6 separate regions of the Mus musculus genome follow, and all the other regions are linked to region 1. Evidence: chromatin contacts called from public Hi-C and HiChIP or PLAC-seq data. All regions are on one chromosome and are shown on one strand. The core of a region is the stretch at or near the end of the contact, and the rest is flanking DNA. Distances in the headings are between cores, read along the strand shown. Region 1 has its middle 31 kb from the start of Gm22521. Region 2 has its middle 290 kb from the start of Pvt1. Region 3 has its middle 310 kb from the start of Gm41333. Region 4 has its middle 290 kb from the start of Gm41333. Region 5 has its middle 280 kb from the start of Gm41333. Region 6 has its middle 210 kb from the start of Gm41333.

Region 1 (3,065 bases), core at 321-2,820:
GAAAGTTTACTTGGGGTGGTGATTATCAGATGCAGCTAGACACTAGTCCCACATTTTCCATCTCTCACTTGGAAGGTTAAACTTTCTCTGCAGAGGAAACAGCACCTTTTTGATGTTCCCTGCAAGTGAATGAATGTCAGGGAAAGGGCCCTTTCCTTTTAGTGTGAACTGCTTCTGAAGGCACTGAAGGTCTTCTAGCGCTGGAGAAATCTCAAGAAAGGAAGTCTCTGTAGTCATTTGTTGTTCAGCTCTGAATTATCCAAAGCACTTGAATGTGGTACTTTGCCGAACTCTAGTGAGACTACGTGCAAATGAGGTTTCAAACGTTTCCAAAAAAATAAAATTAGATCACAATTGGTAACAATTTCCATCACCTAGAGAGCTAGGCAGTGGAAGAATAGGCCATCGTTTTGTACATGCGCATGTGGTAGCTTTCTGGGAAGAACATAAGAATCATCCTTTATAACCCACATAAAACACTTGTCTCCGTTTCTGTTCTTTCATTCTGCCCTGTTTCCTACCTTCATGACTCAGACCTTTTCCTGCTCCAAATGTATTGTACAGAGATGAACTTGACTAATAAACAACACATATTACAGGACAGTGCATGAAAAGAGATTGAGACAACATGTTATGGAAATTATTATCCTGAGAAGCCATAAAAATCCACACGCATCCATCCTGTGATAACTATGTGCTAAGTCACTGGGGAAGTATACTGTGTTTTCTTTATGAAACTGAACCGCTTTGAAGCCAAGGAAATAACTTCACCACATCTAACTCATAAGCAATTCTTTTGCCATACAATACATTTGGCCTGAATTAGCCTCCTAGGGCTGCTAGTCAACAAATGGTTTAAAAATAGACAGGCTTTGTCTCACAGTTAGATGTGTTCAGTGTCTAAGGTGTAGGTGTCAGCAATGTTAGATGTTCTGAGGACTGTGCAGCAACTTTGGCTCCACTTTTCTCCCTGAAATTCCTCTGGTTTTACTGATTATATATATGTATGTGTATATGTACATATACATATATACACATGCATTCATATACATATACATGTATATATTTAAAATTCCTTTGCCTGTGGATGCCACCTTCTTACAGGTTGAAAGTATTTAGAAGTTAGGAGAGAATAGAAAAACTCATCTTATTCAAAAACATTGTGTGGTGATCATATCCTCTTTTGACTCTATTTTTTTTTTCATGAAACTAAAATACAGCCTCACTGGCTCAGAGTGAAAGTGGAGTGTGGTAAGGATGTTTCTGTAAGCAGCCATGTATAAAGACAGAGAATTTTAAAGAGAGAAGGAAATAAGGAGGAAGTGTAAGAGATAATTGATTCAAAGAAAGGAAAATACTTAGCACTGGTGAGAAGGTAGTAGGAAGGTGGGTAGTTGTTTACCACATGCTTCTTTGAGTTACATGTGGCTGTAATACATGACAGAAATACAATTCAGAAAATGCTATTTCCTAGAAATGCACTTGGCCTTTCCTCTGCAGGGGTGTGAGAGAGAGCACCAGATGTTAGGGTTTGTCTACCCTAGTGTTCATGCATTGGTCTTCACCACTGTCCCTGGAAAGGAAATTATGGTAGATGAGGTAATCAAAGAGGAAGTGGAGTTGTATTTGGTCTGTGACACTCTCGAATGCCCATTGTTATTCTGTGACCTGATCTCAGAAACCTATCTGTGAACCTGTTGACCAAAGCAAGAGGGCTTAAGATGTCCACTATGCCCCATTTAGAGGCACATTACCAGCCAATATGCCCTCTTCAAGTAGGGACACATTGACATTAACTTTTAAAATGTATCTCCTCTGTTATTCTAGTCTTGATGCTAAAGATGTCCACTTTTTATTTTTTAACGACAGTTCCATGGTGGAGGATTCCAGAGTGTCATGATTTTGTTTCTCTATAACCGTCTTCATCTATGCATTCATTTGTCTGACATTCTCTGAATATGTGTGTGATAATTTTAATTACTACTGATAAAGCTATTTGATATGAATTATCTTGCAATCAGACATATAGAGTTGTAAATTATCTAGGGAAAATGTTTTTTACTATTATAAATTTAAAGAATTTAGACAGCAGTTTGTGTAGAAATTATTTATTCAATAAAAATCTTTATATTGTGTTAATGGGACTAGAAAATAACAATAAGATATTACACATGTGCTAGATGCTTATAATACTCTCAACATACATTGAAGAGTGTACAAGTGAAATATCCCATTTGGCTTGTTAGAAGTCCTACTGAAGAGACATAAATTAGGACAAGATGTGATGGATAAGCAAGCAAGAGGTAGTGTGAAGGGGAGATGCTGATAAAACTCATTACCCAGCAGTATAAAGGAGAAAAAAGACTCAGATTAATGAGAGGACACAGGAAGAAGAAAAGGGCATGAGACACAGCTGGCATATTAGAAAGAAATAGAATTATAAAACTAACCCAAATCCATAGCATAGCTGGTTTATATTCTGAAAATAAAAGGACACAGTGTATAAGAGAGTCACAGTCAGAAATGTAGCTAAAAGATCAGATTCGCTAAGAGAACAGGAGGGAGGAGAAGGAGAGCAGATGGGTGAAAACTAGTTAGAATACTTTGGAGATTCCATGGTATTTTGAAACAAAATTATGACCACAAAGTTCTAACTATGTAACCAGATTTAGAGGGAATGTTATGCTGATATTTTACTAATAATTGGATATACCCTTGAGGATGAAGGAGATGCCCAATATGATTGATGGATAGTTGGAAATGCTATCTAGTGAGATAATGACCAGAGAAATATATAGCTGATAACTGGGAGGGGTGTTTGGGTACATTGGCTTGGAGTTATCTATGAAACACTCAGACATCTATGCTATACCAGTGATTGGATATCTAGGTAGGGATCTCGATCTTAATAGAAGAGACTTAATTTTGCAATGTGAGTCTGAAATTCATAGTCTCTGAGGTGTTAATGAATCATCTATCACATAAAATAAGTAGAAGCCTTCAACCAAGAGGGTTCAAGGTCCCTGAGGAAACCTGAGTTCTAAAGGTCTAGATGTCAAATAGGA
Region 2 (3,065 bases), core at 414-2,913, 500 kb after region 1:
TTTCTGACTGACTACAGCAGGTCACTGCCCACCCTGCCCCCACCACCACTTTCAAAGTCAGAAGAGAAACTCTCCTCACACACTGCTGACTGCTCAGGCCAGCTGTCAAAGACGATGTCCACTCTTTCACACAGGACAGCAATTAGCCAAAATCATCCCAAATTGCTGCCACTGAAAATCTCTAATTGCCCATCGGGGTTTGTGGTTTTGTCTACAAAGAGAGTCATACAGAAGGGGCAACTAAAGGGCTGTGCAATGAGGGTTTCTAGGCAAGCTTAAGCATGCGTCTTCCGAAGCAGAGGGTCAAGCTCAGGAAGACGAAAGACATAGAATGTAAAGGTGACCTTTATAGTCTCAAACTCTGGAGGAAGTAGAGAAGCATGAGGTCAGAAGACAGGCTCATAATCCCACTGACATTGGCAGATCCCAGCACAGTGTTGGTTGTAGACTATGTGACATAGTCACTATATTTAAGGAAGAATCAAAATGTGGCGTCAACAGAAGAAGTGTCACTTCTGGAGTTCACTCATACCCATCATATATGACCTTGGGTAAGTCAAGGCTTCCTCCTGGGACGATCTTGTCCTTCTTCTTAGATTTTCCATGTTGGGTTCCTCCCGTGTGAAATGCCTCTCCAGCATTTCCTAGGAAACTGTTATCCCCACTATTCTGCTTTGCTCCTGGTGATGGGATCACCAAAGAAACTCAGAGGAGGATGGTAGTATTCCAGCTTTCACTTCTAGGCCAGTGAACCAGTCAAGGCAGCAGGAACTTCTAAGCAGCTAGTCAAGGGCAGGAAGGGAATGAATACATGTATGATTGGTCAACTCAACTTCTCCGCTGCTAAACAGGCCTGGAACTAAAGCCAAGAAACGGTGCCATCTGCATGATTAGGCCCTAGGTTAATGTTGAGAGTCCTTCTTGATCACTCTCCACCTTATCTTTTGAGACAGAGTCTCTCAGTTGAGCCCATATCTGCCCTATGTGTGCTTACATGGATGTACTAAAATCTGTTCACCCAACTGTAGTATCTTGAAGCTCAGAAAACAAAGTTCAGGCTGCAGGGAAAGTTCAGGCTTGTAAACTGCTTGCCACGTGAATTCAAAGAGCTGAGTTCAAATCCCCAGAACCCAAGTAAAAAGCTGAGTGTTTGAACGTGTATATGTAATCTCAGTGCTACTATGACAAGATAGGCAATGGAAATCCAAGAAAGTCAAGACTCTCATGGGCCAGTGAGGCTGCCATACTTAGCCCAAAGGGAAATTAAGTAAGATGTTACAAGGTTGTCCTCCGACTTCTACATGTGCATTACAGCAAGTGTGCAATAGACACACCCATGCCTCATACAAAGAAAGATGGAAAGAAGGAGAAGGGAGGAAGTGGGGAATGAGGAAGAGGGAGGGGGAGGAGAAGAAAATGAAACTCAAAGAATGTATTAAGCCACAAGTGAAAAAGCAAAGATGAGACCCCAGATCTACCAGATCTGCCAGCTCTTATATCTGTTCTCTGCTTTCTGTCCTCACATCACCATCCCCTGTCTTCTAGCTTCCCCTAGGATCCCAGGATGATGGTATTCTCCCTGGACTAGCCTTTCTGCTTACCCACTATCTCATTAGCACCAGCACCTCTATCCAGATGAGGAGCAAGAGACAAATGCTAAGTCCATGCCTGAGCCTCTACAGTGTTAAATAGATGTGACTGGTAGCTCCTCACTACCATATCATGAAGCTTATTCTTGTACTTCCTCATAATCAATGGTATGATTTGAATGTTCTTCCACCTGCTATCTCAATAATTAGTTCACTCAAAAAAAAAAAAGAGCTAACAAATATAAAACAAAAAACAACTAGAGGATAGAAGACACGTGCTAGTATGAAAATTCTGGGGTTTTAGTGAAACTGTGCCCAGAATGAGTCAGCAGGGAGATGTAGATGACAGGAGAGACTCTGTGTCAGCCATCATCAATGAACTAGTGCACCAAGAATGGTAAAAGCTATTGGAGGTCCAGAGAAATATCTTTGACTCTCTGCCTCTTCACTTACAGAGTGCAGACAATGATAGAGAAGATGTATACAGACTGCTCAGAGGAGTACCATGCATACAGCTAGCATCCCCAACACAAAGCCAGTCATCACTCTCCCAAGAAGATAAAGGAGCAAACACCATCATGGTTCTTGTGTTACAAATAATGAAACTCAGGTGTCAAAAGACAGACACAAGCCAGACCAGTTTGATTCTGAAGTCCATTTCCATAACCACTAAGTTATACTTCCTCCCCTTATAGAGAATTTAGAACAAGAAAAGCCCCCATATTCTCATGACCCCAAGATAAACACTTTTACCCTTCTTCACACTTTCAGATTTTCTTCCATATATAAATGAAGACTGTGACATTCCGATCTGCCCCCTGCTCTTTACATCTGTCATTCTTCCCTTGTTCTCTGTTTGGGATTCAGTTCCACAGCCATCCTGATATCATTTGCTCATGTGAACATGGTGTGATCTAAAGGTTGGACATATTACATTTCCCACAGTTGTAACTGGCAACACACCGAACATCCTTATTCTTGAATCTTTGGCCTCAGCTATGGTTGGTTAAGGAAATGAAGGGTTGCCACTGATCCTAAGCTCTCATCTGGTGGAGACTGAGACTTTAGTCTTTGTGCTTGAAAAAAGTGCAGAGATCGCATGTCATCCTGCCTGGAGAAATAAGAGGCCAGAACCTGGAATGTAGTTGTATTGGTATGCTCACATGATAACTGCCATGGAATGGGGGCTAGATTGTCTCTAAAGGTCTTATTTTAGAGTAGCAGTTCACAACCTGTGGGCTAAGACTTCTTTGTGGCCACATATCAGATATCCTGAAAATCAGATATTTATCTTATAATTTGTATTAGTTTCAAAATTGCAGTTATGAAGTAGTAATGAAATAATTTTATGATTGAGGGTCACCACAACCTGAGGAACTGTATTAAAGGGTTTCTTCATTAGAAAGGTGGAGAACCACTGCTCTAGGACAACCTGCTTCTGTGGAAAGATAGGTTCAAATCACAGAGGATGGATTG
Region 3 (3,065 bases), core at 203-2,702, 470 kb after region 1:
ACTACCAGGTGTCGTTTAATTTGTACTTAAGAATATTATACTGCCTATCTAATGGTTTTTAATAATTTTTAATAAAATAAACAGAAGGCAATAGTGGACCAGGAGTCTGGAAGACAACTCTAAGTCATTGATCACTTTGCTGATTGCAGAAAGCACACTGCCAGCTTCTTATTCAAGTTTGGCTACATCGCCAGGCTTCTGCCCACCCAATTTGTAGCAGGAGAGATTTTTTTCTTTGTTTTTTTTTTCCACATCTACGTGCAATTTGGCATCTGTGATTCTGCAGGATACTTACTCTCCATCTGTTCCCGAGTTCCCCACTTTCATTTTTCAGTGCTCCCTTGCTTCCGCATGCCTCTCCTCAGTTCTCTCTCAAATCCAGCATCATTCCATCTTGTTACCTTTCTACCGAAAAATCTGGCAACCAAACTCACCCACACTTACTTTTTCAACAATTTCTGAATCTTCAACTCTTTCTTACTTTCAAGATCCAAGTGTCACTAGGCAGTCTTTAGGAGCTCGATCCAGTTCTCCCTTCTCTGGGCTCTCTGTGGAGCCCTCTTTTTGTTGGCATCCTTCTTGGAGCTTCTTACCTAGAGAGTTCAGAGTTCAGGCATAGTTTTTCTCTTCATTGAAAAAAATCCATTGTTGGATTTTCAACTAGTACTAAATAGAAGATGCTCAACACTCTGTAGAATCAACTGGACTTGCCAACCCCTGCTATAGTACTCACTCTTCAAAATAATTGATGAGTCTGGAGCTAGGAAAAAATTTCGAGGTCTGGTTGCTACAAAGCTTCTTTAAATTGTCTCTTTTGTCATAATTTGTCTTCACATGAATTAAGCTGATCTTGGATGGAAAACATCAATTCTAGGAGAACAGCATAGCTCAGACACAGAACTTATGAACAAGAGACTTGACTTCCAAAACCTGTAATGACTTAAATCCACAGTGAGAAAAGAGATAATAACTGGAATATAAGAAGCCTCAGAGGCTGGAGAAAGTGTGCCCTGTGAAACGACTGGGCTGATGTTTAGACCTCCCAGGGATGCTAGGCAGGGCAGTCAAAGGTTAATTTCCAAAGATGAATATGGATTGTCTTATGAACATGGCCTGGAAGCAGTAAGAGAGACAAACATGTCTGTTGAGATTCATTGGCTACACAATGGCTTTTGAGTTACAGTGGGGTTTAAGAAATAGAAACAGATTTTTTTTTTAACAAGCAAACACTTTTTTCCCAATTTTTAAAAAAAAAAAATCTGTGAAAAGGAAATGAGCTTACTACATTCAGAATTCTTAAAAGTAATGAGCCAACAGACATATGTAATAGATGCTTCCCTTGGGCCATGGGAAGGGCATGGCTTCAAATTAAGAATTGTTTCTTGGTACTCATGTTTATTCATTTCATTCATACAGTGGTTTACACCTCTTTTTTTTTTTTTTTTTTTTTTGCCTCAAAGCACCGAATCTTCCCCCTGAAAGGTTAACAAGGTTGAGTAGTTTGGGGGAGGATGGTGCCGTGTCTCATCGGCTTCATTTTTCATGCTCAGATGCCTGAGGGTAAAGTTTGATTCATTCCTGCATAGGATTCGGCGTAGAACCCAAGATAACAACTAGTACTCTCTGAATAAGGCACTCTCTTCCTCTCAGTTCCTCTTTCCATCTATCTTTCTACCTTGTCATCCTGAGAGCTCTGAAAATAGCCCACACCCAAGAAACTCATCAGTACAGAGAATTCTGAGGGAAGCAAGGGACTTGGTGTCGGTACTCTGCCTCACTACAATGCTCAACAATTCACAGCTGTATACCCACGAGGCAAAAAGCCTTTTCTGGAATCTGGTAGGAATTTTTCGACTCACACTTCAGCCTCCATTTTCTTTTTATTAGGTATTTTCCTCATTTACATTTTCAATGCTATCCCAAAGGTCCCCCATACCCACCCCCCCAATCCCCTACCCACCCACTCCCCCTTTTTGGCCCTGCCGTTCCCCTGTACTGGGGCATATAAAGTTTGCAAGTCCAATGGGCCTCTCTTTGCAGGGATCCATCCCATAATCAGCTTCCAAATGCTGACACCATTGCATACACTAGCAAGATTTCGCTGAAAGGACCCAGTTATAGCTCTCTCTTGTGAGACTATGCCGGGGCCTAGCAAACACAGAAGTGGAGGATCACAGTCCTGTGGATGGGTCACACGGCCCCTAATGGAGGAGCTAGAAAAATTACCCAAGGAGCTAAAGGGATCTGCAACCCTATAGGTGTAACAACAATATGAACTAACCAGTACCCGGGAGCTCTTGTCTTTAGCTGCATATGTATCAAAAGATGGCCTAGTCAGCCATCACTGCAAACAGCCTCCATTTTCTAAGCCACATCTTGGGTTGATGGTCTGTTTGAAACTTCAAATGTCTCCATAGGCTCATGTGGTTGAGCCCTTGCTCTCCAACAGGTGATGATGCTTAAGAAGATTGTGGAACCTTTAGAAGGTAGGCCCATGCTAGAACTGGGTTACTGAATGCCTGTCTTAAGGCTTTCTAGCCCAGCCCCATTTCCTGTACCCTCTGCTCCTTGATTAGGCTGTTGGTGTGACTAGCAGCCTTCGTCTGCAACCATCGTGCCTTCCCCGCCCTGATGGACTGGGCCCCCTTCACAGTTTAATCTGAAATAAGCTCTTCCTCCCTTGAATTTTTCATGTCATATATTTTGTTATGATAAGGAGAATGGTTACTAATACCATGGATAATGTTGATATATTTATATACATTACTGTCAGGACTGGCAGCCATGGTTCATGAACTAAATCTAGCATTCAATTTGAATTTATATGGCTAGAGATCTAAGCATGGTTTTTATGTATTTCCAAATGACTGGAAAAAAATCACAATAATATTTCATAACACATATAGAAGCACAGCTTAGTAGTGTCATGAGTTTGTCCAATTCAGTCATTCCCATTTCCTGACCTGAAGCCTATAGTTGTTCCCGACTATGATGTCAAAGGTGAGCAGCTGAGACACAGACCGTTCACCCTCAATATTTAATATATTTACTGCCTGGCTATTTAT
Region 4 (3,065 bases), core at 216-2,715, 450 kb after region 1:
ACACAGCCACCTCTGCCCATCACTCACTGTTGAGTGTAGTCTGAAGCCTTCCAAACATAGTCCTCTTCTTTCACAGCAGGGAGGCTTGCAAAGTGTCTCAGGGAATCCTCTCGCTTGGTAGACTCAAATGGAAGACCAGCCCTGACTATTCAGAAAGTCAAAATGTCCAAGGCATTATGAAGTGCAGTGGTGAGCGTTGGTGGGGCCCTGCAGATACGTTGTGAAAGCAGAATTAAGACCCAGGTGGCTGTACACTCTCTTAGCTTTTTGCACACCCTAGGGTGTTGGCTAGCACTGAGCTGTTGTACAACTGTGGGTTTTGCAAACTTGAGCTCAAAAGTTCCTTTCCCAAACCTGCTTCCTCCACATACTCCACCCTGTAACCTCACTCATCTGTGAAAATTTGGGGTCTCAGGGTATGAAGTAAAACTGAAAGTTCTAAAACAACGCTGGAGATCTCTGTTATCATGTCCTCCCCCAATGCCCCTATCAAGTCTGTTACCCTGCTTTGAACATACCTGTAATTCAGAGATGAAGTAAAAGAGCACTGGGCATACAGTCTAGATTATTGCTTTTGATTCTTGATCTATAGCTTTTGTGCATTTGACTGGTAATCCCTTTAACCCCCCCCCCCCCAAATGCCTCAGATGTCCAATCCCTGAAATAAAAACTCAACTAAAAGATGCCTGAGGGCTTCAAACTCATGGTGTGACTCCAGGAGCATCTGGCCCTGTGTGCTAAAAGATGACGAAAGGAACCAGCTACAGTCATACCAGTGTAAGACAGCCAAAACATCGCTAAGAGATTCCCAAATGATGCTGTAGACAAGTGCCTAGAAATACTGAAGTCCCTTAGCTCTTTTGTCAAAGGAGAAGAGGAATCTACACAGAAATACCTTACATTCTCATTTGTACCAAATAAGTTCACACATAGAAAGAACTCCCCAGAGAATCTTCTCAAGGTCATTCCTGGCCTGGGTGGCTTTTTATTTCCTGATAGCTTTTTGCAAGTGAAGTACACTATCTCGGTAATAAATCTTGTTTATACCTCCTGAGCACCATGGATTTGCTGTTCATTCTTTTGGAAATCAATGATGACTTAGAGATGATGTAACATTTAATCTGATGCAAAGTAACTAAATAGGAGTCATTGTTTTTTCTAAGCAACTCTCTATCAACTCTCATTTTTCCTGAATAAGCCTTAAGGCTTCTCAGAGATAAACAGTGACTTTTCTCCACTAAAATATTTACTTTCTGAAAGGAAAAAAAAAGCAACTTGCCTGGTCCTCCCGGTATGCTTTCTAAGAACCACAAATGTTTGGTCCCACAAAGGCACAGACCATATTAGCTTACACTTAGGACAGGAGCTTTGATGATAGCAGAACTTCTGAGTCACACTTAAGTCTTTGGGCAGATGTGCAACAATCTCATCTCTGGTTTTCAGTGGTCGGTATACCAGTTTCTCGTTTCCTACAACTGACATCACCATGGCTTTCTTTGTAGCTTAGACCAAAATCTCAACACAGTGTGTCAGTAACTACTTGAGAAACAGAATAGAAGTGACAAAATGAAATAGAAAAGCCCAAGAAGCTATGATATACATGGATAGTCCTTTGTAGGACAAATAAGGGAGAAAGAGAGGGAAAGCAGTTAGAAACCTCTAGTTCCTGGACTTACATGAAAGTAAGATAAAATAGGGTTGGCAAGATGACTCTGTGAGTAAAGGCTGAGCCTTTGTTCCCTGACCCTTCATGATAGGAACAGAAAAATGAGTCTTAGAAATTGCCCTCTGACATCTATTCATAAGCATGCTGGGGCATAAACACACACACTTCCTTTATATATATATAGTTAAATAGTTAAATAGTTAAATAGTTAAATAAATAAATAAATAAATAAATAAATAAATAAATAAATAAATAAATAAGCAAGCTTGGGAAAACCTCCTTGCCACCTGGACTGAAGTTGTTTGCATGCATTTGTCTCATATCAGTAACACTTCAGTCTCTTGTCCAGCCCTATCTCCCAAGCTCTAGAGTATGACAGCCAGCTCACTACTAGTTATCTACTTGGATACCCAATCCACCCCTCAAACTTCACATATCCAAAACTGTCCTCTTCCTCCTCCCTATCAAACCTGTACCCCTCGCAGCCTCCACACCACATAGGATAGCAATCTGGCTTTGCTGTGCAAAGGCCACACTACGATTCTAGTATGGTTCCCTCCTTCCATCATAGCCCACATCCTATTTGTCAGGTAAGTCCATTGTGTGTTCTCTCTCATCAGCCCTACCATCACCATTCCAACCTAACTATCCCCTCCTGTCACCCATATGACAGGAAAACTCCACTCATTTCCCCATCTTCTCTTCACCCTACTATAATCTGCCCTAGGCTTAGCAGCCTAACACATCATCTTAAAGTATATCTTATGCTAACCCTGCATTCAACAATATTACATTTATTTATTCTTTGCAAACATCAATGTTTCTTAATACAATGACTCAAAAGACCCTATGTGAACCCATCTCCATTATGTCTCTTACCTCATCATTTCACTGAAATCTCATCAGGTTATCACCGTAGGGCCCACATTCAATGTATCCACTGTTGTTTGTAAATGATCATCTCACCGTTGAGTGCCATGCTAAACAACATTTGAAGTCTCACATATGCATAATGCTCTGTAGTTTGCAAGTTACTTCTGGACATATTTTATTTAAGACTCGCAACAGTGTTGCAAGTTCTTGTTGAGAATTATTTTCCATATTTTAGGGATAATAAATCTGAACTCAGAAATGTTTTAAAATGTGTCCACATAAGTACTACTTGATAGTATCTTCTAGTGTAAATCTATTGGTGCCCGAAGAAGAAAGAAGAAGCAAATGAAGATTAATTCATTCTGTATTATTCTATAGTTTAAAGATCAAATGTTTCCCCCACCAGCAAACATTCGTGTATTTAAGATAGGTTTTCCAGGCTGGAGAGATGGCTCAGCAGTTAAGAGCACCAACTGCTCTTCCAGAGGTCCTGAGTTCAATTCCCAGCAACCACATGGTGGCTCAC
Region 5 (3,065 bases), core at 240-2,739, 430 kb after region 1:
CCCCCTGCATATTGTTATGCTTTGACAACTCATACGACAGAGCCCTCAACAGTAGCAAAGGTTGAATAAAGGTTGGTGTCTCACCCATCATCACAGTTTGTTCAGTAAGAGTGTTAGAACTTCAGGCCAGCTGTGCCTTTCCACCTTGTTTCAAGACCAACTTCTGAACTCATGGGGTGGGGGGTGTAAGATAAATGAGGGTAGTGTATTTTTTAGATTTGGATAAGGAAATAATTTGGCAAAGGTCAGCTAGCTAAGAGCAAAAACTATGAACTATCTGGCCCACTGACCAGATTTTTGTCAATAAAACATTTTTAAGTAAACATGTTTTTTACAGCTTGAACTAATTTTATTTGCAAAAATGAACAAGTGGATAAAAGTCTTCATTTGCCCTATTGCTATAAAGTTTCACTAAAACACAGTTATACTCATTGATTTGCAAAAGGCTTTTGTACAAAGGCAGAGTACAATACCTAGGGCACAGAACATATGACCACAGCTAAAGTATATACCTACTCTCTGCCTCTGAGGATAAACTTTGCCAGCACTTGGTTTAAGATGCACATTGATTTATACATACATATGTTTGTACATACATACTTACATACATACACACAAATGCACACATATATTTGCATATATACATATAAGCATATGTATATGTATACAACTCAATAGAAAATGGACTCATGCACCTTCCTCCATGGATCTCCAAGGTGACAAAGCATCAATTGCATGATCACTTGAAGGAAGGTGACCCATATGCTACACACTTGCAACAGCGGGGAATCCAGCTAAGTTCTTCTCACCCTCCTTTTTAACTGGTGATTGTTGGCAAGTTTCACAAAACCAGAACATGGTTATCAAGTGGCAAGAATTGGGAAATTTAATTGGTTTCCCAATGATTAATAGTTGTTAGATGGTTAACCCTGTGGAACCGAAATGACTCACCAGCATCCTTGACTTACTGCTCTTGGTTTCATTAGCCTCGTTCCCCCCTTGCTGTGGTCCCCCTAGGAGGCCTTTGCTGAGCTCCTAGTATGTGTCTGGGGAAGCCACCAACTCCTGATGGCCCTAAAGGCCTCTTTCCTTTTTCTCATTTCTTTTTCTGTGGTGTCAGAGATAGAACACGGGGCCTCTCAAATGCTAGGCACACACTCTACTCTGAGCTCAGTCTTTGAGTTCTCTTTAGACAGGAGGTTACTATGTAGCCCAGATAAGCATAAAAGTTGTAGACCAAGCTAGACTTGGGCTTGAAATATCCTAATTGCCATGTAAGTGATACTGGGGTGCTTCTCTCTGTCTCTGTCTGTCTCTTTCTGTGTGTCTCTATCTCTCTGTCTTTCTGTCTCTCTGTCTGTTTGTGAATGAGTGTGTGTGTTTGTGTGTGTCTCAGCAGCTGAATAAAACACTCCTAGTTCCTGCTATGCTTCACACTCCGGGGTTCAACATTGAAGCTACTGATTGTGGTGATAACAGCAAGGAGGTACTAAAAGGACTGCCTCAGAACAATGCTCTTCATTCAGCTGGGTGGTTCACAGTCTGAATGTGAAGAAACTGGGCTCTCTGCATATTTCAAGAAGAAAGGACCTTAATACAGGAAACTAAAAGCACAACTGTTGTATAGGCTCATAATGACAAGGGACTCTGAAATGGCAGGAACTCAGGAAGCAGTGTGGACACAGATAAACCTCAACATGGGCAAAAAGAAGCAAATGGCAACATCCCATACCTCCTGCATGTGCTCCACTACAGCTACTAAGAATAGAGGCCATTGTTTCTTCACGACTTTCTAGTGAAAGTTGAGGAAATCTGGCCCAGAGGCAGAGTTCTCACATACAGGCAAGAACATAGGCAGAAGGAAGGAAGGGGTGTTGTTGGTTGGTACTCCAACATACTGAGAAATCTGAGAAGACTTCCCAAAGAATGTGGTGCAGAAGGCACAGTTTTGAAAACTTGAGGTCAGCCAAGCCTTGACTTGGTCAGTGATTCATCAGAGGAGTTTCCCTTTCTAGACTGCAGGATCCCAAAGTACGGAAGTGCACCCTTCCCGAGAAGAACTGCTCTTATGCAACTAAATGAAGAGGGAGCCATAAATAGCTTGGTTTGTTTCCTTCCTGGGGAAAGAGATGTAGAAGTTAGTTATTAAAGGAAAAATCAATAACCATCGTCATTGAAACTGTAAGTATAGAAGGGGCTTCTCTCCCAATATACTGTACAGGTAGTTGGGAATTGTGTTAAGAAAAGATTGTTCAAGGTAGGAAAGCCTGTTAATTACAATGACAGCAGAGCACTGAATAGAGATGAGATCCCTAGGTCCTCTCTGGATATAAGCACCACCTCCCTTTTCGGTCCCAGTTTCTTTCTTTCCAGAAATACATCAGGAACAAACTCTCCAGAGAACCATTCCATTGACAGCTTACCTAGCACACAGGCCTCCGAGTTTAGATAGATTTAGCTCATTGTTCTTTGAAAACAAGGACCTAGCAGTGACAAGTACCTCCCACATCTCTTGCTAAGAGCTCTGGACAGCCCTGCCTTTGAATTCTGCAAGAGTCTTTGAGCTAAGTCTTTTACCCACATCTTCCTCATGAGGAAGCATGAACTAGGAAGGGTAGACTCGAACATCTGCTGCTGCATACCAAAGCTCAAGCCCAGAGGTGAGGAATAATTGAAGAAAGGAAAGTCCCTTATTGTATCTCTATTATAAGGTAACTGAATTCTAGTGGGTGTTTCTCAGTCACCTTACAGAATCATGAGGAACATTGAGTTGCTCTGTGGCTGTTTTTCCTACCTTTTATACCATGACCAAATAGGCAATAGTGGTGGCTCACCTTTCCCAAGAAGAGTAGACATCTTTGAGATTCCACAGTTACCTCCCAAACTCCATCTGCATTATTGTCTCAGAAGTATAGATTTAAACATTTAGTTGGTTCTTATAGACTAAAATTCACATGGCTTTCAAAGTTTTTGTTGTTGTTGTTGTTGTTGTTGTTGTTGTTGTTGTTGTTGTTGTTGTTGTTGTTGTTGCTGTTGCTGCTGCTGCTGCTGCTGTTACTGCTGCT
Region 6 (3,065 bases), core at 417-2,916, 370 kb after region 1:
GAGCCAGCCCCACTTGGCTGTCATATATAGCCGTGAACACAGTGTGATCCATCTCAAACAAGGTACAAAGTGAGGACAAATCCTGAAGTTATTTGACCTTCTCATGTGTGCCATAGAATGAATACACACACACACAAACACACACATATACAGCAAGTCAGCTAATCTAGCCTGAAACAGCTTGTTGTGGGTTCATTGATCGATGTCCTATATCTGAGTTTGCTAATAGAAAGAACACCCTCTATACTGGCTGGTTTTGTGTCAACTTGACACAAGCTCGAGTTATCACAGAGAAAGGAGCTTCAGGCGAGAAATACCTCCATGAGATCCAGCTGTAAGGCATTTTCTCAATTAGTGATCAAGTGGGGAGGGCCCCTTGTGGGTGGTGCCATCCCCGGGCTGGTAGTCCTGGGCTCTATAAGAAAACAAGCTGAGCAAGCCAGGAGAAGCAAGCCAGTAAGTAACATCCCTCCATGGCCTCTGCATCAGCTCCTGCTTCCTGACCTGCTTGTGTTCCAGTCCTGACTTCCCTGGTAATGAACAGCAATGTGGAAGTGTAAGCTGAATAAACCCTTTCCTCCCCAACTTGCTTCTTGGTCATGATGTTTGTGCAGGAATAGAAACCCGACTAAGACACCCTCCTTGACATTACCTGACCACAAAGTTTATGTTTCCAGGCTATGATGTCTTTCAGCCATCACCACCAGCTACTTTATTGTCTGGCTTTCCATGGGCTTTACTCTTCTATTTTCATTCATTACAGTCTCCTTCTCCCTCCAGAATTTGTATCTTTTCCTGGTCCCAAAGTGTTAGAGAATTTCAAAGCCTTGGCCTCGTGTGGTCATACTAGAATCTACTACCTTTCCTGTGTCACAGAGTAGAACCAATTTGGTATGAGGAACAGAGGTTATAGTGATGCCAAGAATGGGGGACATTACATATAGAATGACATGGATATATGAGGATTTATGGCTAGAAATAAAGAGTGTCAGTTCTTACATTTATAGTCACATTTTATTATAACATCACCTCTCCTGCCACAGAGATAATAACTAAACAAGAGGTGGAGGTAAAATTTAGAGTACCAGTTACAGAGCAGACCAACAAAGCAAAGCTGGTAGCACTGGACATGGAAGACACATAAGTCCCTAAAGGTACACTATCAGAAATGCAATAAGTTATTTCAACACATTTATTCATTTCACACACACACACACACACGCACGCACGCACACACACACACATACACACATACACACAACTACTACAGTGTTTTTGGGAATTCTGCCAAATCATGAAGGGAAAATGTGGGCTAATCACCCCAGCCTTCACATGGATGTTGGACTAAAAAGAAAGAAAGGGTGGTTGAGCATTTCAAAGAACCAATCCATGCCCTATGTTTGAGGTGTGGTAGGGAGGAAGCTTAACTCAGCAGAGGGCACAAGGGAGGCAACTGGCTCTCCAAGTGTGCTTCTGACAAGTGATGGGGCACCACCAGGCCCTTGCTAGGAAGGCACATGCTCAGAGCTCACTAAGAATTCTAGAGTAGTAAGTTCTGGAGGGGTGAGGCTGGAAGGGGGTGTGTGGGGGTGGAGTAGAGGTTGTAGTTCAGAAATCTGGGTTCACAAGTCTCTCGGTGGAGGAAGAGGTGCTTGCACAGCTGCAGCTTGGAAACCACCATTGATACTCAAGAAGTGAGTAGTGAATTTCCCCAGCTGGAGCTGGTTTAGAACGGTTTAAGACTAGAGGAAGTGACCTCTGCACCCAATCTTCAAAGGAGAGTTCTACAAAAATGACAAGAGACACAGGCAGGAACATTCCAGGAATTCCAGGTGTTTGTGTACTTGAATCACAACACAATGCCTCCAAACCTCCCATTTTCTCACTGGATGTAGAATTAAATCCAAGGAAATTATGTAGGGACATAGGTATCAGGGGTATTAACTGCTTCTCCATTTTCTTCCCCACCTCCCTGTCTTTTGACAGTACTGGGAGCTGAACCCAGTACTGAGAAGGGAACTAGGAGCTAACCTGTATGCTGGGCAAGCACTGCCACTGAGCTACAGTCTTGCTTATTTGCTCTTTTTTTTTCTTTTCAAGCAATTTTAATGCCCTTCAGCTAACTCCTTGAATGAACCAGAGGTTCATATGCCTAAGGATTATCCCTTGGTTTAGAAAGAGGGAGGTATGGGAAAATGATTAATGGAGCATGGTGCTCTCAATAGAACGAGGCGGGTGCGACACCATGCCACACTTTGAGTAACAAAATGCCACCAAATATGTACACATTGAATCCCATAGACAGACACAATAAATGTGCAACAGCAGGTTGATTCTCAGGGGCAGAATTCAGGGGTTGAGGATAGGACTGGGATAGAGACCTTTTACTCATAGTAGTTTACTTTTGTACAATGTGCATTGCATTCATAATGCAAAGAAACAGACACAGGATCCTCACAGCACATGAAAAGATAGCAAGCCTCCCTCCTCACAGGTTCAACCTCCTGGAGGTACTATCAGGATGGGGGAGGAGACAGGGGGAGGAGACAGGGGGAGGTGCATGCCTCTGTCATTACCATTTTTGGTACTTTTTTTTTCTAACAGGATGTGTTGTGTGGGTCAAAGCCCAGAGCCAGAAGTGAGAAAAGCTGCTCTTTAGAGTACAGCCCCGAGTTCCTGGAATTTAGAAATTGGTCACTGAAGAGCAATAGCAAGAGGAAGGTCAAGTTTAGGTACAAATGGAGGTGGGCCCTTAGGAAGCACTGTGGTGGTAAGGGGACTCACTGTGACCCCATTCATTAAAAGAACAATTGGTGGTTTCAGACACCTGAGCAAGAGGAGAAGGAAAGCTAGACAGAAGAAATACTGGCCCACATCTCCGTCCAAAAAAGGTAAAAATATATAGTTACAAAGAAAGCAGCTTCTATGAAAAGTCCTCTCTCAGCAGCTTTGAGCAACCTCAGTAAAGACTTTCTCCCCATTTCTTTTCTGCTTCAACTTCCCCAAGGCCTGGGACAAAAAGAACCCTATACTTACTAGGTTTTAATTAGATGCCAGTGTCTGTT

Evidence for each region. Hi-C and Micro-C count contacts between places; a contact is called where the count stands out from the background. HiChIP or PLAC-seq counts read pairs in DNA pulled down with a chosen protein or histone mark.
Region 2: a BATF HiChIP or PLAC-seq map of CD8 T cells shows a contact between it and region 1, with 5 read pairs. The contact joins two enhancer-like sites. A contact is called at or near these places in 1 of 15 datasets of contacts at CTCF or cohesin (large pre-B cells) and 2 of 115 datasets of contacts at active chromatin or transcription factors (CD8 T cells and large pre-B cells).
Region 3: a BATF HiChIP or PLAC-seq map of CD8 T cells shows a contact between it and region 1, with 37 read pairs. The contact joins two enhancer-like sites. A contact is called at or near these places in 1 of 484 Hi-C or Micro-C datasets (Th1 cells) and 2 of 115 datasets of contacts at active chromatin or transcription factors (CD8 T cells and large pre-B cells).
Region 4: a BATF HiChIP or PLAC-seq map of CD8 T cells shows a contact between it and region 1, with 56 read pairs. The contact joins two enhancer-like sites. A contact is called at or near these places in 2 of 484 Hi-C or Micro-C datasets (Th1 cells and Th2 cells) and 1 of 115 datasets of contacts at active chromatin or transcription factors (CD8 T cells).
Region 5: a contact with region 1 is called in a BATF HiChIP or PLAC-seq map of CD8 T cells, with 42 read pairs. The contact joins two enhancer-like sites. A contact is called at or near these places in 1 of 484 Hi-C or Micro-C datasets (Th2 cells) and 2 of 115 datasets of contacts at active chromatin or transcription factors (CD8 T cells and large pre-B cells).
Region 6: a contact with region 1 is called in a Hi-C map of Th1 cells, with 4 times the contacts expected there. The contact joins two enhancer-like sites. A contact is called at or near these places in 1 of 484 Hi-C or Micro-C datasets (Th1 cells), 3 of 115 datasets of contacts at active chromatin or transcription factors (Th17 cells, effector CD8 T cells and memory CD8 T cells) and 1 of 9 other capture datasets (embryonic stem cells).

What each region holds. Positions count from the first base shown.
Region 1 is chr15:62,822,551-62,825,615 of GRCm38.p6, reverse strand. No RefSeq gene overlaps it. Among named protein-coding and RNA genes, the nearest start is that of Gm22521, 31 kb to the right of the region's middle. Within about 2 kb of position 1,570, at least 41 of the 459 cell types and tissues checked have an H3K27ac peak or open chromatin away from gene starts, as enhancers often do. A contact at or near this core is called in CD8 T cells, Th1 cells, Th17 cells and 2 more, where this site is marked.
Region 2 is chr15:62,324,624-62,327,688 of GRCm38.p6, reverse strand. No RefSeq gene overlaps it. Among named protein-coding and RNA genes, the nearest start is that of Pvt1, 290 kb to the right of the region's middle. Within about 2 kb of position 1,663, at least 32 of the 459 cell types and tissues checked have an H3K27ac peak or open chromatin away from gene starts, as enhancers often do. A contact at or near this core is called in CD8 T cells, where this site is marked.
Region 3 is chr15:62,357,113-62,360,177 of GRCm38.p6, reverse strand. No RefSeq gene overlaps it. Among named protein-coding and RNA genes, the nearest start is that of Gm41333, 310 kb to the left of the region's middle. Within about 2 kb of position 1,452, at least 11 of the 459 cell types and tissues checked have an H3K27ac peak or open chromatin away from gene starts, as enhancers often do. A contact at or near this core is called in CD8 T cells, where this site is marked.
Region 4 is chr15:62,373,166-62,376,230 of GRCm38.p6, reverse strand. No RefSeq gene overlaps it. Among named protein-coding and RNA genes, the nearest start is that of Gm41333, 290 kb to the left of the region's middle. Within about 2 kb of position 1,465, at least 6 of the 459 cell types and tissues checked have an H3K27ac peak or open chromatin away from gene starts, as enhancers often do. A contact at or near this core is called in CD8 T cells, where this site is marked.
Region 5 is chr15:62,391,480-62,394,544 of GRCm38.p6, reverse strand. No RefSeq gene overlaps it. Among named protein-coding and RNA genes, the nearest start is that of Gm41333, 280 kb to the left of the region's middle. Within about 2 kb of position 1,489, at least 86 of the 459 cell types and tissues checked have an H3K27ac peak or open chromatin away from gene starts, as enhancers often do. A contact at or near this core is called in CD8 T cells and Th2 cells, where this site is marked.
Region 6 is chr15:62,456,787-62,459,851 of GRCm38.p6, reverse strand. No RefSeq gene overlaps it. Among named protein-coding and RNA genes, the nearest start is that of Gm41333, 210 kb to the left of the region's middle. Within about 2 kb of position 1,666, at least 32 of the 459 cell types and tissues checked have an H3K27ac peak or open chromatin away from gene starts, as enhancers often do. A contact at or near this core is called in Th1 cells, Th17 cells and memory CD8 T cells, where this site is marked.